Regions from separate parts of the Mus musculus genome. Here all the other regions are linked to region 3. A link is a contact called in public ChIA-PET, HiCAR-type, HiChIP or PLAC-seq and promoter capture Hi-C data. All regions are on one chromosome and are shown on one strand. The core of a region is the stretch at or near the end of the contact, and the rest is flanking DNA. Distances in the headings are between cores, read along the strand shown.

Region 1 (2,700 bases), core at 173-2,672, 750 kb after region 3:
CCTCCTAGCTCAGAGAAAGGTGAAACAGATACCCCAAAGAAGTTGGGGATAGAAGAGGAAGACAAGCCGGTGCCCCACCTAGCCAACCAGATGGTACTAATAGAACTGGAAGACAGTTTCAGAGACCTGACTATTCACATCCAAGAAGAGCAAAGCACACTGGGAGGTGTGGTGATAGCGTGGCCAGACAGACAGACAGTAAGTGCAACTGACCACCCATGTCAAGTCAGAGACAGCCAGCTGGAACTAAGGGGCAATACCTGGAGGTGAAGTCAGGGAGGGCAAGAAATGGCAAGGTTAGGGACTGAGGAAGGTGGGGACTGGGGAAGGTGGAGAGAGAAGTAGATTCCCAGAGGGGAAAACAGGACCCAAAGTCAGATCAGGCTTGCAAGACCCAGTGTTGATTTGGGCACCAGGGACATGGTGGAGGACTTAACACACTCATTCTCAGCCCACAGCAAACAGCTCAGACCAAAGAGGCTGCGTGGAGAACTACCCTTGAGCAGCGGCTGAGGATCCGGTCACGATCCGATGCACGTACTCGAGTGGAGAGTGAGGCATCAACGCCCCCACCCAGAGAGCAAGTAGGACGCCCAGAAAGAGTGATAGGAAACAGGACCCCCTAGAAAGCGAGTCTCTTCTGGAGCTCACTTTCCAGACCCCAAGGGGGCGGTCCTCAGACTCCGCACAGAGCAGCGCGGCTCAGTGCACGACCCTGCAGCTGCCCAGGGCAGCCAGGGCAGTCAGAGGCAGCCAGGGCGCAGAGTCCCTTCGGATATCGGGACTTGTGTGGCCAAGACCAATGTGAGGCATGGGTAGGGTCGCCCATCTGTCTCTCTGTCCGCGGGGCTCGAGATCCCCTTCCCAAAGGGCACCTTACCCTCGCCCGGGAGGCTAGTGCCCCGCGGCTGGCAGGCTGCTGTGCGCGGGCTCCTCCGGGGCCGCCTCCCCGTGCTCCTCCTCCGCCGGCTCGGCCTCCAGGTCCTCCGCGGGCTGCGGGCAGATGGGCAGCCAGGTCCCTGCGCTCCCGGCGCGGGGCCGCGGGCTGCTGCTGCTCGGCTGCTCCCGCCGCTGCCCCCGCGCGCCGCTGCTCTCCAGCCCCGGAGTCCAGGCTGCTGAAATTCCACACCACCAGCGTCTGCAGCAGCAGCACCATGAGCGCCGCCAGCAGCGCCGAGTGCGAGCGCCGCGCCAGCCTCCGGGCGCACGGCGCCGCCACCATCTTCCGCGGCGGCCCGGGGCGAGCGGGGTGCCGGGACACCCCGGTGCGCGCTCTATCCCGGGGGCTCCGCGCTCGGGCCCCGCCGACGTCGCCCGGGCTCGCCGCTGCTCCTCCTCCTGCTCCTCTCCTCCACCACCTCCTCCTCCCTTTCCTCCTCTGCCGCCGCCGCCGCCTCCTCCACCGCCGCGGCGCGGAGTTTTCAGACGGGCAGGGACCCGGACGTCACCAGGAGGAGGGGAAGGCGGGAGGCGGGCGCGGGGAGGCCGCGGAGGGGGCGCGGCGCGCGCGCGCGGGGACACGGCTCGGAAGGGAGCTGGCCCCTCGAGATTCCCTTTTCCCTGGGTCAGGGTCCCCAACCCAACCCCCAGGGTTCTAGGGCGGGCGTTAGGGGTACCAGGGCTGGGGAAGGGGCCACTAGGGACGCGGGCCCTGAGCAGAGGGCGGGGCCTGGAGGAGGAGCCGAGGGCAGCGTGGGGAGGAGAAGGTGAGGGAGGGGGTGGAGGCGAAGGAAGCAGACAGACACCCCCCAGAACAGGCGTGGGAACAAGGTACGGGTGCGAAAAGGCCGGTGCAAGGGGTAGAGAGACGGAAAGTGGAGGATAGAAGAGTCAACAGGGCAGCTCAGCTTGCAGAGGTCAGGAAAAGGGAAAGAAGGGTCCTGAGAGTCTGTGTTCCATGTGGCAGAAAACTGGAGGCGGAGTTGCAGGAGGCGCGGAGTTTTCCGTCCCGGCATCTTTGGCTGCACAGAGAGAAAACCTTGGCAGGTGGAGATGGGAGAAAACGTAGGAGTGTCACAGGTCCTGGCTCTTGTGCAGCCTGGGATTCCTGGATCACTGACTGAAACGATGGGGAGGAGGTTCTCAATGACTCGCCGAGGTTAATCAGCACAAGCACTGCGACTTCTGAGTCACCCCCCCCCCCTTCCAGGGCCAACCAAAGATTCAGGGCTCATTGACTCACTTCTCTGGTCCCCAAAGACTCACAATCCAACATCCTCCAAATCCAGTTGGCAAGTGAATGCTTTGGTGGCTAAAGAAGTTTTCCAACCCTCCCTGGCCACAAGCTGAAGTCTCCCTCCCAGCCACAGAGCCTCCCTCCCTTAACGCCCTTCTTACCATCCGCCCTCCTGATGTCTGACTTGCTGTGTGCACTAGATTCAGAGCTGGGTCAGCCCAGCCTTGCTTTATAAGGAGAAGCATTTTCCTGGACTGACTGGTGACCTTGAGCCACCAAGACTGTCCCCCTTGACCTTGTTCTGAGCTCTGTCAGTGAGAGTTTGGAAGGAATAATCTCTCTGAACTCAAACTTCATCCAGCTCTCTCTGACTCAGTCTTATAGACTTCCCCTTTTGATACATAGCATCTATTAATGTCTGCATGTGAATGGGACTGATGTCTACCTATGTCAGTGAGCTGGGGACTTACAGCGAATTCTTGGTCTTTTGTCTCCTGCCCTTTTAAACATCACCCTGGTTTGTA
Region 2 (2,700 bases), core at 76-2,575, 560 kb before region 3:
CTCCCTCTCACTTGCTGTGTGTTTCTGACTACACCTAGGGAGGGCCTCATGCCTGCCACCACGCTGAGGCTGGGCTCCCTCGGCAGCCAGGTTCTCTCTGTTTGATAGGGCAGTTCCTGTAGGACTGTGAGGAAGAGGCCCTCAATTGTAGTGGGCGTTGCATACCTACATCTACTTTGTTTCTCAAAGGACTTGTGAGAGATGGCAAACGTGGTCGCTATGGGGCCCTCATCAAATGAATATTTGGTAAATCTAAAATTTTTAGAAATTATAGACTTAAGAGATGATCATTTTCTTTTCCAAAATTCCTTTTCAGATGAGACAAACGGATCAGAAGGTAATCACAGCCCTAACTCACAGGCCTTGGAGCCTGAGCCACACTGGAGATGGGAAGCCTCGCTACAGCGTCTTTTGGAAGCAGTCTGTGTTTGTGGTGTTGGACATCTTGCTGGACTGGAGCATGCACAATGTCTTGTGGTACCTGTGTGGGATTTCAGCCTTCCTCATGCAGAAGGATTTTGTCTCCCCGTAAGTTAGAAGTTTTTGTCTCTTGGCTTCTGGTGTCCTGGGTGCTTTTTCTGGAAAGGAGGCGTTAAAGAAGTGGGCAGACTGAGTTGTTTGTGACTCATGGGTCCCCTGGCCTGTAAGTTAGAGCAGTGCCAGCTGCTGGAAGTGTGTGGGAAGATGTCAGACATGGTTCATTGATTCACAACAGGCTAACCAGATACTCTGTTTCATTAGTTTGTTTGTTTACTGCTTGTATGTGTAGTGTTTGTATGTGTGCTGTATGTATGTGTAGTGTTTGTATGTGTGGTACCTGTATGTGTGGTGTGTGTTTGTATGTTGTATGTGTGGGACTCACTGATGGAGCTGGTCCTGTGAGAAGCTACCTTTTCCTCAGGATCTTCTCCAGCTCCTGAGCACTGGGACTATAGATGGTCTGTGATGTCTCCCAGTTTTTATGTGGCTGCTGGACACCCAACTCTGGTTCTTGAATGACAAGCATTTTTTATTATGTTTTAAAAGTAAATTACAATTTATAACATATTAATCATGTAATATGTCAGCAAGTTCTTGCTCTCCGTGTAAATGTGTGTGGCAGAGCTGATGCATCATAGCCCACCTCATCAAACAGGGTTTCTCTGTGTAGCTCTGCCTGTCCTGAAGCTCACTCTGCAGACCTCTGGCTTCAAACCCACAGAGATTTACCTGCCTCTGCCTCTCCAGTGAGTGCTGGGATTAAGCTTACACCACCGCCCAACCCCAGTCCAGTGTTGTAAAGCATTTTTAGAAAGTGGTGACATTGCACTGCTTGTGATTGGCTCCCTTGGGAAACTAGACGGAGGGAAGTGCCACAGCGGAAACCGCGTATGGCCATGGCCTTCTAGCTCCCATCCTCCCTTCTGCTTGTCTGTTCTCTCGCTTACTGACATCTCTGAGCTGTCTGTGGCAGCCTTAGAGCTGTAGACGCACACTGTAGCTCCATCCGACTTCCAGCTTGCTATTCTGGCAGCCATTTGGCTATGGCCAACAGTGCTGTCAGGTGCTGCATGAGGAAGCGGAGGGTACAGTAGTGAAGAAGCAGAGCCGCGCTCTTTGCCTCCTTGACTTCCATGTCCAATTGGACAGGGATGCCAGTCCAGCCTTGAGTCTAGTAAATACAAAGCCACAGCTGAGGGCTGCCAGTGGGTAAGTGCTTCTGTGCGAGCTTTGGGGTCTGAGTTCACATTCCTAGCAGCCGGATGCAAACTGGCGCAGTAGCATGTGTGTGGCTAGAGCAGCAGATTCTGGGAATCAGTCTAGCTGGAGCTTCGATCTCCGGGTTCATTGAGACACCCTGTCTCAAATCTAAGATGAGAACAATAGTGAAAGACAGCGCCATCAACAGCTTCAAGGACAGCAGTGCATAGGCCTTGTATTCTGATCTAGTTTCGCACAGGGAGGTGTCCCAAGGAAGAAGGAGGGGAATGGTAATTGTTACCACGGTGGCACAGGCCTGAAAGTCAAGCAACTCTGGAGGCTAAAGCAGAAGGATTGCATGTTCAAGGGCAGCCCGGGCTCCAGTGAGAGCATAAAACAGAAGTGAAGAGACGCTGCGGTACAGTTGAGGATGACTGCCTCCCTGCGTGCCCGAGGCCCAGGGTCACACTCCAGCCTCTCTATCAGCCAGCGGGTAAAGGACATCCAGGCCTGCTCTTGTCGGGCCAGTGCTGTGGGAGCACGTGAGGAAGTGGGCATGGTGGAGGTGGGAGGCTCACACCTGGGTCTCTTTACCTGGCCTCACCAGAGTGGTTACCTGGCATCTTCCTTGAGGATGTCTCAGCTACACGCCAAGGTAGCTCATTTGTCTTGAGAAATTACCAGTTCTGGAGTGGGGGCTGTGAGCCTTTTGTCTGCCTGGAAGTCACTGAATCATCTTGAATCACCTGTAAATCTGAGAAAATGTGGTTGTTCTAGGCTTGCTGTTTGAAGGTATGTTTCTGGTTTGTGTCACAACAGCTGCTTTTATATTGTGACCTTTCCCATACCTGGGGACACTCAGGACTTCTCAGCTTTTCACCAGATATGGGACAGGGTGCCAGGAGCAAACTAAGCTCTGCCTGTGAACTGCAAGGAAGAAAGCGTTGAGGGAGGGTGTAGAGCGCTGTTCTTCCCCAGGAGCGGAGGACAGAGAAGCTCTGGTGACCTGAAAGGGAGGCT
Region 3 (2,700 bases), core at 108-2,607:
TGTGAGTGAAAGCTCTGAAAGAAGAAGAGTATTTGCAAAGATCTTCTTCATTTGCAGTGCCAAAGTTCTGAGGAAGATTTGTGTTACGAGCTTCATCTTCTGACACATTTCAAAAGGTCACTTTGTGGTAGAAAAAGAGGTGTTTGTAACCTCTGAGCCATTTGGAAGGTTAGTGAGAGCTGGATTGGGACCTGGGACTGGCCTAAACTTAAATTTTACTTTGGGAACACCGACTAAACTAAGCTTTCTGGGGCAGTAGCCAAGTTGCCAAGGAAAAACTTATTACTCTGCCCTCTCTTAGCAAAGTGACTGCTCCTGGTACCACCAAGATGGGCACCTCATTGCTTGGTAGCAGCTGTTTGGGTCCTTTTGTTCTCAATACTGAGGAGAAGGAGGGAATTCCAGGCTTTACAATTTTTGACATGATTTCTGTATCAACCGAAGTCATAATATCCCCCCCCCGCCCCGCCCACACACAATGAGCGTCCTTCCTGGTCAAAACTGTTGTCTGTACCTTCTAGTACTTTCCACAAGTTCTATGACAAATTGTATGCCCCTTTGACAGAGCCACCATAGGCCAGGAAGGGACCAGGCATATTTAGGAGCACTATGTGATCTCTCACATTTCTCTTTAACCTCCAAGGCCTTTAAAGAACCTGGGAATTAAGGAACGAAGTGTTTTTAAAAATAATTTAAAATTAGTTGAAGGTCGTATTTAGCCTGGCTTCCCCATACATCCATTAATCTATCAGTCTGAAGCCCTCCAACATCCGAATTGCTCCTCTACTCATCCATCCCTCCGAATGAAGCGCTCCCCTAGCTACCTGAAGTACTCATAGATTATCAAGTGAAGCACCCCGCAAATGATTCCCCCAAAAACTGGCTGCAAATGAAGCCCTTTAAGAGTTTGTGCATCTTCCATGTTCTCCAAAGGCCAGAGCTGGGGAGAAGGCACAGACAGCGCTCACTTGGGGCAGCCAATACTTCAGTCAGCAGGTGCCACAGCAACCTAAAGCGTCCTTGCCCTTCCAGCCTCCGCATAGGATGCCATTGCGCATCCCCTGCGCAGCTGAGCGGACAGGCGCCTGAGCGGTTTTGATTTCCAGCAGAAGAGCTAGGGACTAGAGAGGCCCCAGGATTTAGGAAGATCTGGGTGAGAGACTAGGTACGGCGGTTGAACCGCTTCCTTCCGCTCCGCCTCTCGAGGGCCACACCCCTGCACTCTGATTGGTCAGAGTCTTTCAGTTTCGCTCTCCTTTGACCTGGATTTCAAGTCATGCGCTAGCTGCCGGTTGGCCCGACTTCCCAGAAGCCGGAGTGCGGTCTACCCAATGAGGAGCGAGTTTCGCGAGGGCTGTCGGGAAAGGCAGCTAGCCTATATAAGCAGACTGCGGGGCGTTCCCCCGCGCTCGGGTTGCCTTGCTGGTGTTGGGGGGATAGTGTGTGTTCGCTCGTTGATAACCGCGAGTCTGGAACGATGGCGGAGGGGGATAACCGCAGCAGCAACCTGCTGGTGAGTTGCGGTGGTCAGTCTGTCCCCGGAGTTTCCGGATGGGCCTCCTGGCCTCGGTGGACTACCAGGGACAGCCAGGCCTTATCTCCACGGTGGAGGTCGCTGCTGGCGATCCCCAACGTCCCCCGGAATCCTGCACCATAAGGCTTGGGCCGTGCGTGAGGAAGTGTGAGAAGGGGGCTGTGGCAAGAAGGAACCTGGGTAACAGGTTGGGGCACTCGGCCGCCAGGGGCCTTGTCTAGCGCTCCGGCTCAGGCCGGAGACCTACCTGTTTTGCCCTTTGATCTTAATCTCATGTTCCGTAGATTATTTTTAATCATGATTCTTTTTCTCCTAAAACTTGGCGCAAGGGTGGAGGGTCAAAGGGCTGCTACAGAGAATTAGTTTATCGCTGACACAGAATTTGTTGGAGCTGGCTGGTTGGAGTTCACCGCAGGAAGCTGAAAACGGGTTCTGCGGAAAGGACAGTGGGGGATCCTGGCACTTGTCTGGGAACTGGCGAGGGACTCACGGGACTGGATGCAACTTTAAAAATGATTTAGCACGGATTTGACGGAGCTACACGAGATGATGGTATTAGAAGAGGGCGCGTTTGCTTCATTACAGGTCTTTGTTTTTGGTTAGGTCTTTGTTTTTGGTTTTTAAGGCTAGGTTTTCGTGTAGCTTGACGAGGCTAGCCTTGTATTTGTCATCCTCCTGTGCTGGGATTACAGTTGCGCATCACCAGGCCCTGCTAGTTTCAAATTTTTAACTGCATCACCCACCTAGGCAAGAACGAAAGATCTTTTTTTTTTTTTTTCTGTATTGTCATTCCCCAGAAAAGGCAGGCCATATCAGAAATGAAAAAAGCAATCAGCTTTTAATGCCTGCCTTTTTAACTGCTAAGTGCCGACAAGATTCTTCGGGACAGTTTTGATTAGTGCAAGATTTTCAGTTTGTATTTGTGTTTAGAGGTGCATTCCCTGTATCCTTAAATTCCCTACACACACACACACACACACACACACACACACAGTACCATACAATAGAGATGCTTACCCTGTACCCTTAAACTCCTCCTACACAATACCAGCAAACAATTCAATAAGAGGATTAATTGCTGTACAAGGAAACTATCATGGGAGAGGGCCTGATCACTACTATTTCCATCATTTTAAGGAGAGCAAGTCCATTAGTCTTGGATTTCC
Region 4 (2,700 bases), core at 42-2,541, 690 kb before region 3:
GCACTTGGAAGGCAGAGGCAGGCAGATTTCTGAGTTTGAAGCCAGCCTGGTCTACAGAGTGAGTTCCAGGACAGCCAGGACTACACAGAGAAACCCTGTCTCGAAAAACCAAAAAAAAAAAAAAAAAAAAAGCCATCCTCCTGTCTCAGCCTCCACCTGCTGGGGATGCAAGTTTTAGCACAGCCAAGGCTACCTATACAGAGAAACCATGTCTTGGAAAAAAAAAGTGTATTGCTACTTCATAAGTGTAATTTTGCTACTGTTATTTATTGTAATGTAAATATCTGATATGCAGGATATCTGATATAGGACACAGGTCCCCCACCCTTAAAGGGCTCACTGCAGCCACTGTAGCAGAATCAATGAATTCCAGGCCTCAAAAAGTAAGGTAAATGGCTCTGGAGGAACAAAACCTGTTACTGACCTAGGATTGTACATGCAAGAGTACACATAGGTGCATTTACACACTCACAGACACAAGCATGTACACACACACACACTCACACTCACAGGAGCACACACCAGGTCCTGAAAACTAGATGTGTTGCAACCACAACATGAAGATGCCTTTGGCAAGGCCACAGGGTCCAGGGGCCAGCCGGCCACTGAGGTTTAATCCTGTTACTGGCCACCTGCGCGTCTGCAACAGACTCTGCTCTTAAAGCGACACGAGGGCCACTGTTTCAATGATGCCAAAACGGAGCAAGCTTTACACAAGTACAGATGCCTAGAGACATTTAAGTGGCATATTCATTATGGCTTAATTGTTACCACTGACAGCTTAATACAACCTTGTCTTCGCCACACGGATTCGGCTACATGCCCTTTCCGTTCGAGTTGGACATCAATATTTAATGTGGAGGTCCGCTGGAGACATACAAATTATTTCCAATTTTCATCATCACCGAACCAACGTTCCAAAGGGTGTCAATCTACACTCTCTCTCTCTCATCCCAAGAGTGTCCAGAGCTCTACACTGAGCCCAGCTTGCTTGGCTCCCAAGTTACCTCCTACGTGCGGGACAGGGCAGGTGTAGGGACTGTGTGTCCTCCCTGCAAAGCACCCAGAGGGCTGTGCATTGTGTCTGTGAGTAGCAAGCCTAGCTTTCCCTAAGCACTATGGATTAAGCATGGCAGCTCATATATTCAACCTCAGCACTTGGGAGACAAGGAGGGAAGGAGCTGAAGTTCAAGGTCATCTTTGGCTTTAGAGCAAGTTTGAGGTCAGCCTAGGCTACTGTGACAGTCTCCAAAAAAACCAAACCAAACAAAACCCAAACAACAACAGCCACCCAGGCCTGGGGAAATGAAACCTTAGATAAAGTGCTGGTTTATGAGGTCTAAAGACCTGAGGTCATCTCTCTAGCCCCGGTGCAAAGCCCAGCAGGATAGCCCAGCCAGTGCTTCTATGGTAGTTGGCAAAAGACCCTGCTTCAAAACAAGAATGTCAGCTGGGCATGGTGGCGCACACCTTTAATCCCAGCACTCGGGAGGCAGAGGCAGGCGGATTTCTGAGTTCGAGGCCAGCCTGGTCTACAGAGTGAGTTCCAGGACAGCCAGGGCTATACAGAGAAACCCTGTCTTGAAAAAAAAAAATGTCCTTTGACCTCATATGCACACCACACACCATGATATGTATGCATTTGCACCGCACATACACCATATAAACACACATATGGAGGGTTTTTCACAAGTGTATCAAACAGGCAGTCTATGATGACAGGCATTTAGTACCACATGCGTTTCGGATTTGGAAGGAAAGTATGTGTTGTTATGAGGGGACTGCTCTTAATAGCAGTGCTTTCGAGCCTCCATGAAAGACGAAGCCACGTAGCAGATGTCATGTGCAAACCACAAGCTTCCTTCTCACCTATAAAACGAAGACAACCTATGCAACCTAGTAATGCAGAGAGAACAACATGAGCTGTTTGCTGGGAGTCTGGCACTCTCTACAGTAAGGACTCGGCCTATCTTCTAAATTCCATCTTCCCACCCCTTCGAAGGGACTATCCTGCTTCTGGCCTCCAGGCCTTTTCTGTGTCAGGCGTTCAGTCTCTAGGATGGCCTCCAGGACACGGTGAGCACCCGGCCCTCTCAGGTTCCCAGTGCATCTGTTTTGTGAAGCTTTTTGGCTCTTCTCAGACAACTCATTCCCTTCTGCTCCAAGAGTCCTCGGGTACACAGTGAAAGACATTTTTTTACAAACTGCCCTATGAACTAACAGTCAACAGACTGGCTCTCCCTCACTACAGCAGGGGCTCTATGCGCATCTTCATTTCTGGTGCAATGTTTTGCATATGAAAAATGAGCAAGAAAGGCCAGCAAGAGGATGGAGGCCATGGCTGGAGTGGAGACTCACTTGTGCCTCTCTGAGGTTCCATCAGTAACTTTATTCCCTAGTCCCCACACTCCCTGTGGCTTCATAACATTGCCCACCTGGGAACTGCTCCAGCTCTGACCAGAGTCCTCAGGGTTGGGGACACAGTCACATCCACTGCAATCAAGGCTTTCCTCACAAGAGTTACAACTGCGGCACTCCACACCGATGCTGAAAGCCCAGCGAGTGACAGACAAGAAGCAGTTTTCTCCTTCAAAAGTGGCTTCTCACCTTCTAGAGAGGGGAATGCAGAAACCCACCTACTGTGTGTCCAGCTGCCGCCTGTCCCTGAGCAAAGAAGCCACCAGCTCCCAGCAGTAGCCC
Region 5 (2,700 bases), core at 85-2,584, 620 kb after region 3:
AGTGGGAATTAAAGAGGAGGGGACTCTACTGAGACAGATAGGCTTGACATGGGGTCATTAGACACTGCTTCCTGCCAACCTACAAGATCCTCAGGAGCATGGCTTTCTCTTTCCTGTTATCTCTTCCCATCATGTTACACACAGGGGCTCACCATACACAAACCTCATGCCAGAATGACTTTATTGCACGAACATGTTTTCCTCCTTTTTTGAGTGTATTTTCTTAGATAATTGTGGATTTACAGAAGGTTGCCATTATTGTGCAGAGTTCTAGGAGCCTCCAACTTGTGACTAGTCTAGGAGACTCCAAAGTGTGACACCTTACCTAACCTAAATGGGTGACAGTAAAACCAGGTGATCAACATCTGCTCAGTAGCATGAGCTAGACCAGATGCTTCTGTGGGTCTCATCAGATTTGTATGTTTTGGTTCATGTGGCATCATGTATAGCATTTGTGGCATGTGCAGTATGTGGGATGTGTGTGTGTCTGTGTGTAGAATATGTGGCTTATATGATATGTATGGCATGTGTGTGCAGTGCGCATGGTATGTATGTGTATATAGTGCATGTGTTCTCATGTGGTATGTATGTGTCATGTATCATGTGTGTGTGTCTGTGTGTGTCATGTATGGTGTGTGTGTATGTGACATGTTGGCATGTGTGTGAGATGTGTGTATGTGGCCTCAGTAGTGTTTGTGACATGTGGTGTGTTTGTGACATGTGTAATGTGTATGGCCTGTGTGGTGAGTGTGGCCTGTGTGGTGAGTGTGGCATGTGTGTTTGTGTGTGGTTTGTGTGCTCCAGGTAATCTTCACCACAAACACATAAATAGGACAGGGAGAAAGCAATGAGCACAGGGTCTGGGTAGGACAGAAATCCTGTTCCTACCCAGTGCGATGCGGTATTGCTTTAGCAAATCCTGGTATAAACTCATGGGTCCGAGATGCTGTTTGGACAACCTGACCTTCAGAATGACTATGGATGCTGCACATTCCAGGCTTAAGCCATCATCAGGGGCAGTTCCTGCTGGCCAAGGCTGAACAAGGGAGCTGAACATGAGCCCATGCACCCCACGCCTTCTCCCAATTGCCCAGCCCTGTCAGCCTTGGGCTCAAAGGCAGTCTGTCTGTACCCAGTACCTGGACTTGTGATGTCCTTCAGACTGCCCTGGGCTGCTTGCCAGCATCAAGAGTTGACAAATAATTGCTGTTCTGAATCTTGCCCCTGGCCCAGAGTGCTGGCAACCCCACAGAGGGCTTCTTATGAGACAGGAAGCCGGAGGCTGGGCTGCTCTGGCCTGGGCCAAGAGTGAGGCCCCTGACTACTGGGCCTTAAGAAGGTGGGTGGATGAAGACAGAGAGGAGGCTGTCATCCCCTAAACAAGGCCTCTCTCAAGGACTGCAGCCCTATCAGACAAAGCTTCCTTTTGCCAGCAGCTTTTACCATGCGCCTGACTCCCTGGAAGAGGATGCCCTGGTGCTTACAACTGTGCAGGAGGATGCTAGGGAGATGGCAATGCAAATATACGTGAGGATAAAGATCCACGATCCCACATAAAGCTGGGCAGGTGTGGTGTCTGCCTGTTCTCCCAGCACTGGGGTAGCAGAGTCAGGGACCCCTGCAGCAAGCTGGCTAGTTGGAATAGCTGAATCTGTCGGCTCTGGGTTCAAGTGAAAAACCCTGCCTCCGTGTATAAGATGGAGAGTGATGGAGGAAGACACATGATGTCAACACACACATTCACACATGAAATATACACACATAGACACATAGACACATCTACACACACATACGCACATGACATATGTAAACAAACATACACACATGTACAGGTATGCCATAACGCATGTATTCACATAGAAAAAAGAAATATACAGAGATGATGTCCATGTACTGACAGGTTGACTCAGCCCCAGGTAGGTGGCTTGGTTTCCAGCCAGCGTGGTGAGACTAGTGAATTCTTTCCTCTGTCCATGTGGCATTCTACTCTGGCCGCTACCATGGCACTGTTTGTAGGATGCAGGCAAAGAGGGTTTCCTTATTTCTGGCCAAAAACAACAACAAAATTTGAACCATAACAATAGAAATCTGAAAGAACCTGGACTGTGGCTTCACCTGGACAGGGAAGGATGCTGGCCATCGGGTCCTCTGAGCCTTGGTCCCCAACTGCAGGGCGTGGGTCATGTAGCAGGGATCTCCCAACTACCTAACAGAGAGCTGCATGTAGAGGGCAGAGCTTGCGGAGACCAAGGCAGAGTGTCTGCATGTAGTGTGTGTGTGTGTGTGTGTGTGTGTGTGTGTGTGTGTGTGTGTGTGTGTGTGTTTAGTGAATGTGTTTTATGTGCATGTGTATAGGATATATTTGTGTGCATGTGTATGTGTGGTGCTCAGTGTATGTGTGTGTACTGAATATGTTTGTATGTAACTGTGAGGTATGTTGAGTATGTTTGTGTGTGCATGTGGGGTGTGTTTGTGTGTGTGTGTGTGAGGGGGTGAATGCCCATGAGTGTGTGCAGGAGCATTGTTTGTGCTTGCATGTGGGGAGCCAAGAGGAGGCTGTCCAGTGCCCTGCTCCGTCACTCTCTACCTATCTCGTGAGATAGGGCCTCTCACTGAGCCTGGAGCTAGGCTGATGGCCAGCAAGCCCCAGGAGCAGGGCCACACACATGTGTACATGGCCACTTTCAGCATTTTACATAG
Region 6 (2,700 bases), core at 107-2,606, 700 kb after region 3:
AGGGCTGGTGCTGTCCTGGAACTCTTTAACAGCTTATAGCTGTTCCAATCTCTAACAGCTTATAGCCAGAAGGGACAACTGAGGTGCATGCATTGGGCTCATCACAGGAGGGCGATCAGATGCCTACCTGGATTTGTGTAGTAGCTGGAAGCTGAGGATAGAAGTTAAATGGAAGCTCCGGGACCTTGAAGGCCCCTAATGGAGAGCTTCATCCTGAAGACTGATAGACACAGCTAATTCAGCCTGTGACCCAGGCAACCCACAGCTGACAGGCAGAAGGAGCATCAATGAGAAGGACATTTTCCTCTCAGCACTGTACTCTTACAATGTCCACTCAGACTTCCTGAATGGGCCTCGCAATGGGGATCGTGAGCTCCCTGCTGTGGCAGGCTGCATTCTTAATTGGCAGGTGGCAAGAGCAAACTAGCTTCTGTCACCTTGACTTTCAGGGCACAGGTGAAAAGGAATCCAAAACTGAGTTGTTCCCCACAGCTGCTGGATTTGAGGGCCTGTATCATACTGGGAGAGTTCACCTTCTTAAGGCCACCCCAAAGCCTAAGTCCAAGGCGACCCTTCACATGACAGATCACGTGTATAGCACTGGTGGGGTGTAGAGGGAACAGGGTACAACACTGAGGCCCCTGTGAAGTGGACTAGGTGAATAAGTGCGGGACACATACACGTGCTCTACAAATACACACACATCACACACATTCATGTGCTCCACAAATATACATGCATGCTCTACACACTAACTCCTCACACACATACCGAGGATTCCAGAACCCATGGCTTGCCTCTGCCTGGACTCAAGCACATTCCCCACTCTATAGGCAGAAACCAGAGTAAAACCTATGTAAACAGATTAGGCACCATGGAGACTAACTGCCAATCTAACATCCAGGGCTCCGGGAGGATAAAAAAACAAAACAAAACAAAACTAAACTAGAAAAAAAAAAACAAAAAAACAAAAAAAAAGCAAAAAACAACAACAAAAAAAAACTCTTTGAGATTAGCAATTTTAGGGGAGAGGTGAAGAAGGCATTGTAAGAGCTGAAAACATCGAAGTTCATTTGGGACTTTGATGGGAAGTCAGTGGTCTCATTGCCAGCTGCCATGTTGGAAGGATAGCTCAGTGGAATAGCATCCTGCCAGTCCAGTGTGACTTTCTTTCTTAGACAAGGCCCACTAGACAGAGACTGGGTGTATCTACAGCAACAATGTTTAATCATTTTCTTCATGTTTCCCTTTGCCTCCATCTTCTGCCTTCACACAGAACTTGGTGCTTCCCCAGGGGCCCTGCCTGGTGTGTTGACTTCCCGTTTCTAAGGTAACAGAGAATAACACTCCTCTCTGAACTGTCACTCAAGGCTCAGTACAAACGGAGACCCAGGCTCAAGGGCAGACCCACGGGTAGCTCTTGTTATGAACACCCTGCTTTCTCTGCACCCCACCCCCCACTCCTGAGATTCATTCAGTGCCCACAGGAAGCCTCAACACACGTCCTACGAAATGAATCATTATATTTCTAGTCTGTTTTTTGAAGGGAGAGCATCTCTGCCTCATCATGACAGAACAGAAGCTTAGTGAGTCTGCAGACAGGAATACACAGTCAAGAAGACATCTGCTCTGGTGCGGGGAGGCCCCATTGTGGTATGGTGCCGGCTCTGTGTCGTAACTGTGCCATGGTGAGGGGAAGTGTGTATGCCAATAAAACTTTATTAACAAAAACAGACATAGGGCCAGATTCACCCATCTCTGCAGGTCCATGTGATACAATGGACTTTCAGTTCTGGAGTGAACATACTGAGGAGCTAATAAAACAGACAAAGTTTAAGTGGAGGTGACGCTCAGTGCCCCCTGCCTTATTTTTTCTGTCTGTGGTAGTGTGAGCCTAGGCCCCTGTGCAGCTAGGCAAGAGCAGTACCACCAAGCTATAGCCCAAGACCTCTTTTTACTTTACATTTTTAAGACAGAATCTCACTAAGCTACCCAGGCTGGCTTCAAACTTTCTCTGTAGCTCAGAACTTGGGACTTGTGATCTTATCTCAGTGGCCCGAGACCTTCAGGTATGTGTCACCAGGCCCTGGCCATTGCATGTTCCATTTTAAATAGCATTCATTGATTCAGTGCAAATGCTGTACAAAAAAAAGTTATGGTAAAAATGAACAAAAAGTTATGCAAGGGAGAATTTAATTCAGTGACCCTTTCCTTTGTACTGGAAGTTGAAGCAGGGGACTAGCAAGAAGGCTCAGTTGGTAAGGATGCTTGCTAGGCCTAAAGCTCCAAGCTCCGTCCCAGGATCCACACACTGAAAGGAAAAAACTGATTGTTACAATCTGTCCTCTGACTTCTACACGCAGGCTCTAGCACTTGCATCCAGTGCCCACACAAACAAACAAACAAATATACACATGTATTTATTTTATGTCTATAAGCCTTCTGCTTGCATATATGTCTGTGTACCACATGCATAGTTGTAAGTTACCATGTAGGTGCTGGGAATTGAACCTAGATCCTCTGAAAGAGGAACCAGTGAGCTTAAGTACTCCAGCTCCTAAAATAAGTATAATTTTGAAAATTGAGGGAAAGGACCCTGCTCCCTTCGATATAAGTGTGAAAAGCCTTTGGTCAATTTGTGGGAAGACCACTCCAGGGAAATCTAGAGCCACAGAAGGACCTCACTGAGCAGTTCCCCAC
Region 7 (2,700 bases), core at 193-2,692, 520 kb after region 3:
GAGTTCCAAGACAGCCAGGGCTACACAGAGAAACCCTGTCTCGGAAAAAAAAAAAAAAAAAAAAAAAAAAAAAAAAAAAAAAAAAACAAAAAACAAAACCAAAAACCAAAAACCAAAAACCAACAACAACAACAACAAAACCCACATGAGTTTGGTGTGATATGTCTTGCACTTTATGGGCTTCGGAACTCTCCCTCAGGGGCAGGCCAGTGTGCTGACTGCCTAGCAAGGCACATGTTTCTTATGGTCAGACTCTGCCCACTACAATTTCGGGACTATTTGACTTGAAGCTTTCTAACTGTTCAGCCTCTTCCCTAACAGGTCCTGTCCTATGCCACATGCCTGTGACAGCAGTGGGTGACAACAACAGTCACAGTATAGCAAGGTCCTCGTGATACGGAGTGAGTCGCCAGCAATGAAAGGAATCATGAGACACATACCCAAAGCATCCCACAGAGACTGTGGGGACTGTCCCTCCCTCCATGCAAGCAGCAGGCTGGAGAGCCACCTGGATAATAAAACCCAATCGCTGCTAATTGGATTTACCTTTTTGTTACTCATGAAAATGATGTGGCACTAAAACATGCTCATTGCATTTGAAGGGACCTGCAAATCACTTTGCAAAGCCTTGACACATTCACAGAGCATTTGGGAGAAACACATTTCTCATTTTAAACACACGTATGCCATCTGAAGAGGCCATTTATCTGATGTTCCATCAGTGAGAACTCTGAACACGCCAGCCCTTCCTCAAGATGGCTGTAATGGCAAGGTGACTGACAGGGATCAGCACCAAGGGGCCTGGTTGGTTCTGAGGCTGCTAGAAGCATGAACAAATAAAACTGTAGCCTGCTGTGGTAGCACATGCCTGCAAGACCAGCACTCTGGAAGGTGATGAGAAAAGATGGCATGAGGCCAGCCTGGGCTGTGTAGTGAGATCCTATCTCCAAACAAAATATTTAAATATGCTGTTCAGTTTGGTTTGGATACATACATACATGCATGTCCACAAGGCACACACACGTGTATGTGAAGTCAATTTGTTAATTACAAATTAATTCTCTGTAATCTGGCTGTTATGAGACATATCAAGTAAGTATCCTCTTCGATTAGACAAATTCTAGCTTCCCATATGTCCTAGTCAGTTTAACTGTCAACTTGACACAGCCTAGAAAGGTCTGAGGAAGAACTTGTAGTCCTTCTATGAAAACCCTTCTTCTGTTAGTATCATCACTACGTCAGCAGAACTGGAGTCTACAATGACTTAACTCCCAGACCACCATATAGTTTGGATACTGGCTGAGGGTGGGGCTGAGCTCAAAGGGCTGGTGACTCTCCACTGCTCACCTTGCCCTTCTTGGCCAGCCCACTACGTCTACCAGCTTGTCAGAACTGGATCAAGGTTACAGTGTCTCCTGAGGCAGACAGGAAGCCACATACACTTCTACAGAAAACAAACCCTGTGGCCACCCACCTCTGCAAGCTTTGTACAGACACAGATGTCTGCTTCAGAGAGTCTCTGATAGACCAGAATTGTTACTTCCTGTATGGTCTCCACCCACACGTTCTCAAGGGTATTTGTTTACCTCAGAGCTGAATCGAAAATTTAAGAGATCAGAGTCTGTAAGTAGAGAGTTCAGGCCTTGAGTAGGTAATGTGGCACTTCTTGGGGACAGAAGATTTTAGAAAAAAATTTTCTTTTAAAAAGAATTTATCAGATCCATCAGTGGTTATCAGACTGCAGCCCCCAGACCCCAACCTCTTCCAGGCAGCTGTGGCCTCAGGACATCTGGCCCAAGGCTTCTCTGTAGAATACACAATTCTGTCTGTTTCTACACTGGCATAAGTCATGGGAGAAATTTGCATTGAGTAAAAAGGTTTAGAGGCTTGCAATAAAAGTTCCACAACCATAAAAGCCTAACTCTTTTTATATTTTTAGGAAAGAGGGACGATGACAATTTTTTTCCTTTTGAGTAGCAGTACTTCCTCTAGAACATGGGGAATCCTACTATAACATGGCAAACATGGCAGCTTGGAGGGTAAAAGGGAGACTCCAGACTACGCTGTCAGCACAGGCCCTGGGAAGAGAGGGCCCACTCCATGCGTGTTAGCTCTGTTCTTTTCAGTGTTAGGTTGCCTTTCTTTGCCTTCCTCTCCACCCTGGCTTGCCTGCTCAGTGTCTAGACTTACTGTGCGCTCTGCTCTCTTGGGAGGTGTGGTTCCCCAGCCTCTCAAGAGGCCAGGCTCTGACTTGAGCATATGCTAAGTAGATGCTCTGTGCCTCCAACTGTGCTTTCTGGCTTCAGACGCAAATTCTGCTCTCTGCCACTGAGTTCCTCTCGAGTCAGGTGGAGCTATTTCCACGGGAAAACTGAGCCCTGGTTGTTTGTCTAAATGTACGCGACCTGGTCCTTTGGTCAAGGTTACTCATTTACGGGAATCTCTATCTCTTCCAAAAGAGTTATTTACTCAGGGTCAATATCTTAGCCTGGCTCCCTGTGTGGTTCCATGGCAACCTACACAGTGTTTGCTAACAAAAAAAAAAATTTAGTAAATGCCATTAGGTGCCATATCAGAGAGCTGCGTTAAAGAAGCAATACTTCAAGCGCATTGATCATTGAGGAGCTATTTTCAGATCTCTGGATATTTACATGTCTGTACTGGGAAGAAGGCCATGCAGTTCATTGTAAAGCAGGGCAT

The links. Promoter capture Hi-C pulls out the DNA fragments that hold promoters and counts their contacts. ChIA-PET counts read pairs in DNA pulled down with a chosen protein or histone mark. HiCAR-type assays count read pairs that join an accessible place to other places. HiChIP or PLAC-seq counts read pairs in DNA pulled down with a chosen protein or histone mark.
Region 1: a contact with region 3 is called in an RNA polymerase II ChIA-PET map of memory CD8 T cells, with 26 read pairs. The contact joins the promoter of Xylt1 here to the promoter of Arl6ip1 in region 3. A contact is called at or near these places in 5 of 39 promoter capture datasets (the HPC-7 cell line, neural stem cells, neutrophils and 2 more), 7 of 115 datasets of contacts at active chromatin or transcription factors (effector CD8 T cells, embryonic basal ganglia, embryonic forebrain and 4 more) and 1 of 9 other capture datasets (adipose tissue).
Region 2: a contact with region 3 is called in an H3K27ac HiChIP or PLAC-seq map of microglia, with 4 times the contacts expected there. The contact joins the enhancer-like site here to the promoter of Arl6ip1 in region 3. A contact is called at or near these places in 4 of 39 promoter capture datasets (the C10 cell line, the HPC-7 cell line and liver), 2 of 484 Hi-C or Micro-C datasets (the C10 cell line and liver), 3 of 115 datasets of contacts at active chromatin or transcription factors (bone marrow-derived macrophages, microglia and pro-B cells) and 1 of 9 other capture datasets (adipose tissue).
Region 4: a promoter capture Hi-C map of liver shows a contact between it and region 3, with 2.7 times the contacts expected there. The contact joins the enhancer-like site here to the promoter of Arl6ip1 in region 3. A contact is called at or near these places in 2 of 39 promoter capture datasets (the 3T3-L1 cell line and liver) and 3 of 115 datasets of contacts at active chromatin or transcription factors (bone marrow-derived macrophages, embryonic stem cells and pro-B cells).
Region 5: a contact with region 3 is called in a HiCAR-type map of astrocytes, with 2.5 times the contacts expected there. The contact joins the enhancer-like site here to the promoter of Arl6ip1 in region 3. A contact is called at or near these places in 1 of 39 promoter capture datasets (hippocampal neurons), 4 of 115 datasets of contacts at active chromatin or transcription factors (astrocytes, bone marrow-derived macrophages, embryonic forebrain and 1 more) and 1 of 9 other capture datasets (adipose tissue).
Region 6: a contact with region 3 is called in an RNA polymerase II ChIA-PET map of effector CD8 T cells, with 20 read pairs. The contact joins the enhancer-like site here to the promoter of Arl6ip1 in region 3. A contact is called at or near these places in 3 of 39 promoter capture datasets (cranial neural crest, pre-B cells and stem cell-derived epiblast-like cells), 1 of 484 Hi-C or Micro-C datasets (CD4 T cells) and 9 of 115 datasets of contacts at active chromatin or transcription factors (bone marrow-derived macrophages, effector CD8 T cells, embryonic basal ganglia and 5 more).
Region 7: a contact with region 3 is called in an RNA polymerase II ChIA-PET map of memory CD8 T cells, with 61 read pairs. The contact joins the enhancer-like site here to the promoter of Arl6ip1 in region 3. A contact is called at or near these places in 2 of 39 promoter capture datasets (hippocampal neurons and pre-B cells), 2 of 484 Hi-C or Micro-C datasets (CD4 T cells and natural killer cells), 4 of 115 datasets of contacts at active chromatin or transcription factors (astrocytes, large pre-B cells, memory CD8 T cells and 1 more) and 1 of 9 other capture datasets (liver).

The regions. Positions count from the first base shown.
Region 1 is chr7:117,379,701-117,382,400 of GRCm38.p6, reverse strand. It overlaps Xylt1 (xylosyltransferase 1), which reads right to left and starts at 1,422. Exons shown (of 12, transcript NM_175645.3): 1 at 881-1,422. The coding sequence starts at 1,222.
Region 2 is chr7:118,689,411-118,692,110 of GRCm38.p6, reverse strand. Gde1 (glycerophosphodiester phosphodiesterase 1) reads left to right here. Exons shown (of 6, transcript NM_019580.4): 5 at 317-528. Among named protein-coding and RNA genes, the nearest start is that of Gde1, 15 kb to the left of the region's middle. Within about 2 kb of position 1,325, at least 18 of the 459 cell types and tissues checked have an H3K27ac peak or open chromatin away from gene starts, as enhancers often do. A contact at or near this core is called in microglia, where this site is marked.
Region 3 is chr7:118,128,282-118,130,981 of GRCm38.p6, reverse strand. It overlaps Arl6ip1 (ADP-ribosylation factor-like 6 interacting protein 1), which reads left to right and starts at 1,357. Exons shown (of 6, transcript NM_019419.2): 1 at 1,357-1,513. The coding sequence starts at 1,478.
Region 4 is chr7:118,818,407-118,821,106 of GRCm38.p6, reverse strand. All of the region lies in intron 26 of Vps35l (VPS35 endosomal protein sorting factor like), which reads right to left. Among named protein-coding and RNA genes, the nearest start is that of Gm26147, 13 kb to the left of the region's middle. Within about 2 kb of position 1,291, at least 11 of the 459 cell types and tissues checked have an H3K27ac peak or open chromatin away from gene starts, as enhancers often do. A contact at or near this core is called in liver, where this site is marked.
Region 5 is chr7:117,508,820-117,511,519 of GRCm38.p6, reverse strand. All of the region lies in intron 2 of Xylt1 (xylosyltransferase 1), which reads right to left. Among named protein-coding and RNA genes, the nearest start is that of Xylt1, 130 kb to the right of the region's middle. Within about 2 kb of position 1,334, at least 31 of the 459 cell types and tissues checked have an H3K27ac peak or open chromatin away from gene starts, as enhancers often do. A contact at or near this core is called in astrocytes and oligodendrocyte precursor cells, where this site is marked.
Region 6 is chr7:117,427,752-117,430,451 of GRCm38.p6, reverse strand. All of the region lies in intron 1 of Xylt1 (xylosyltransferase 1), which reads right to left. Among named protein-coding and RNA genes, the nearest start is that of Xylt1, 48 kb to the right of the region's middle. Within about 2 kb of position 1,356, at least 152 of the 459 cell types and tissues checked have an H3K27ac peak or open chromatin away from gene starts, as enhancers often do. A contact at or near this core is called in bone marrow-derived macrophages, effector CD8 T cells, embryonic basal ganglia and 3 more, where this site is marked.
Region 7 is chr7:117,612,748-117,615,447 of GRCm38.p6, reverse strand. The region is part of intron 5 of Xylt1 (xylosyltransferase 1); the gene reads right to left. Among named protein-coding and RNA genes, the nearest start is that of Gm34762, 150 kb to the left of the region's middle. Within about 2 kb of position 1,442, at least 68 of the 459 cell types and tissues checked have an H3K27ac peak or open chromatin away from gene starts, as enhancers often do. A contact at or near this core is called in memory CD8 T cells, natural killer cells and thymic regulatory T cells, where this site is marked.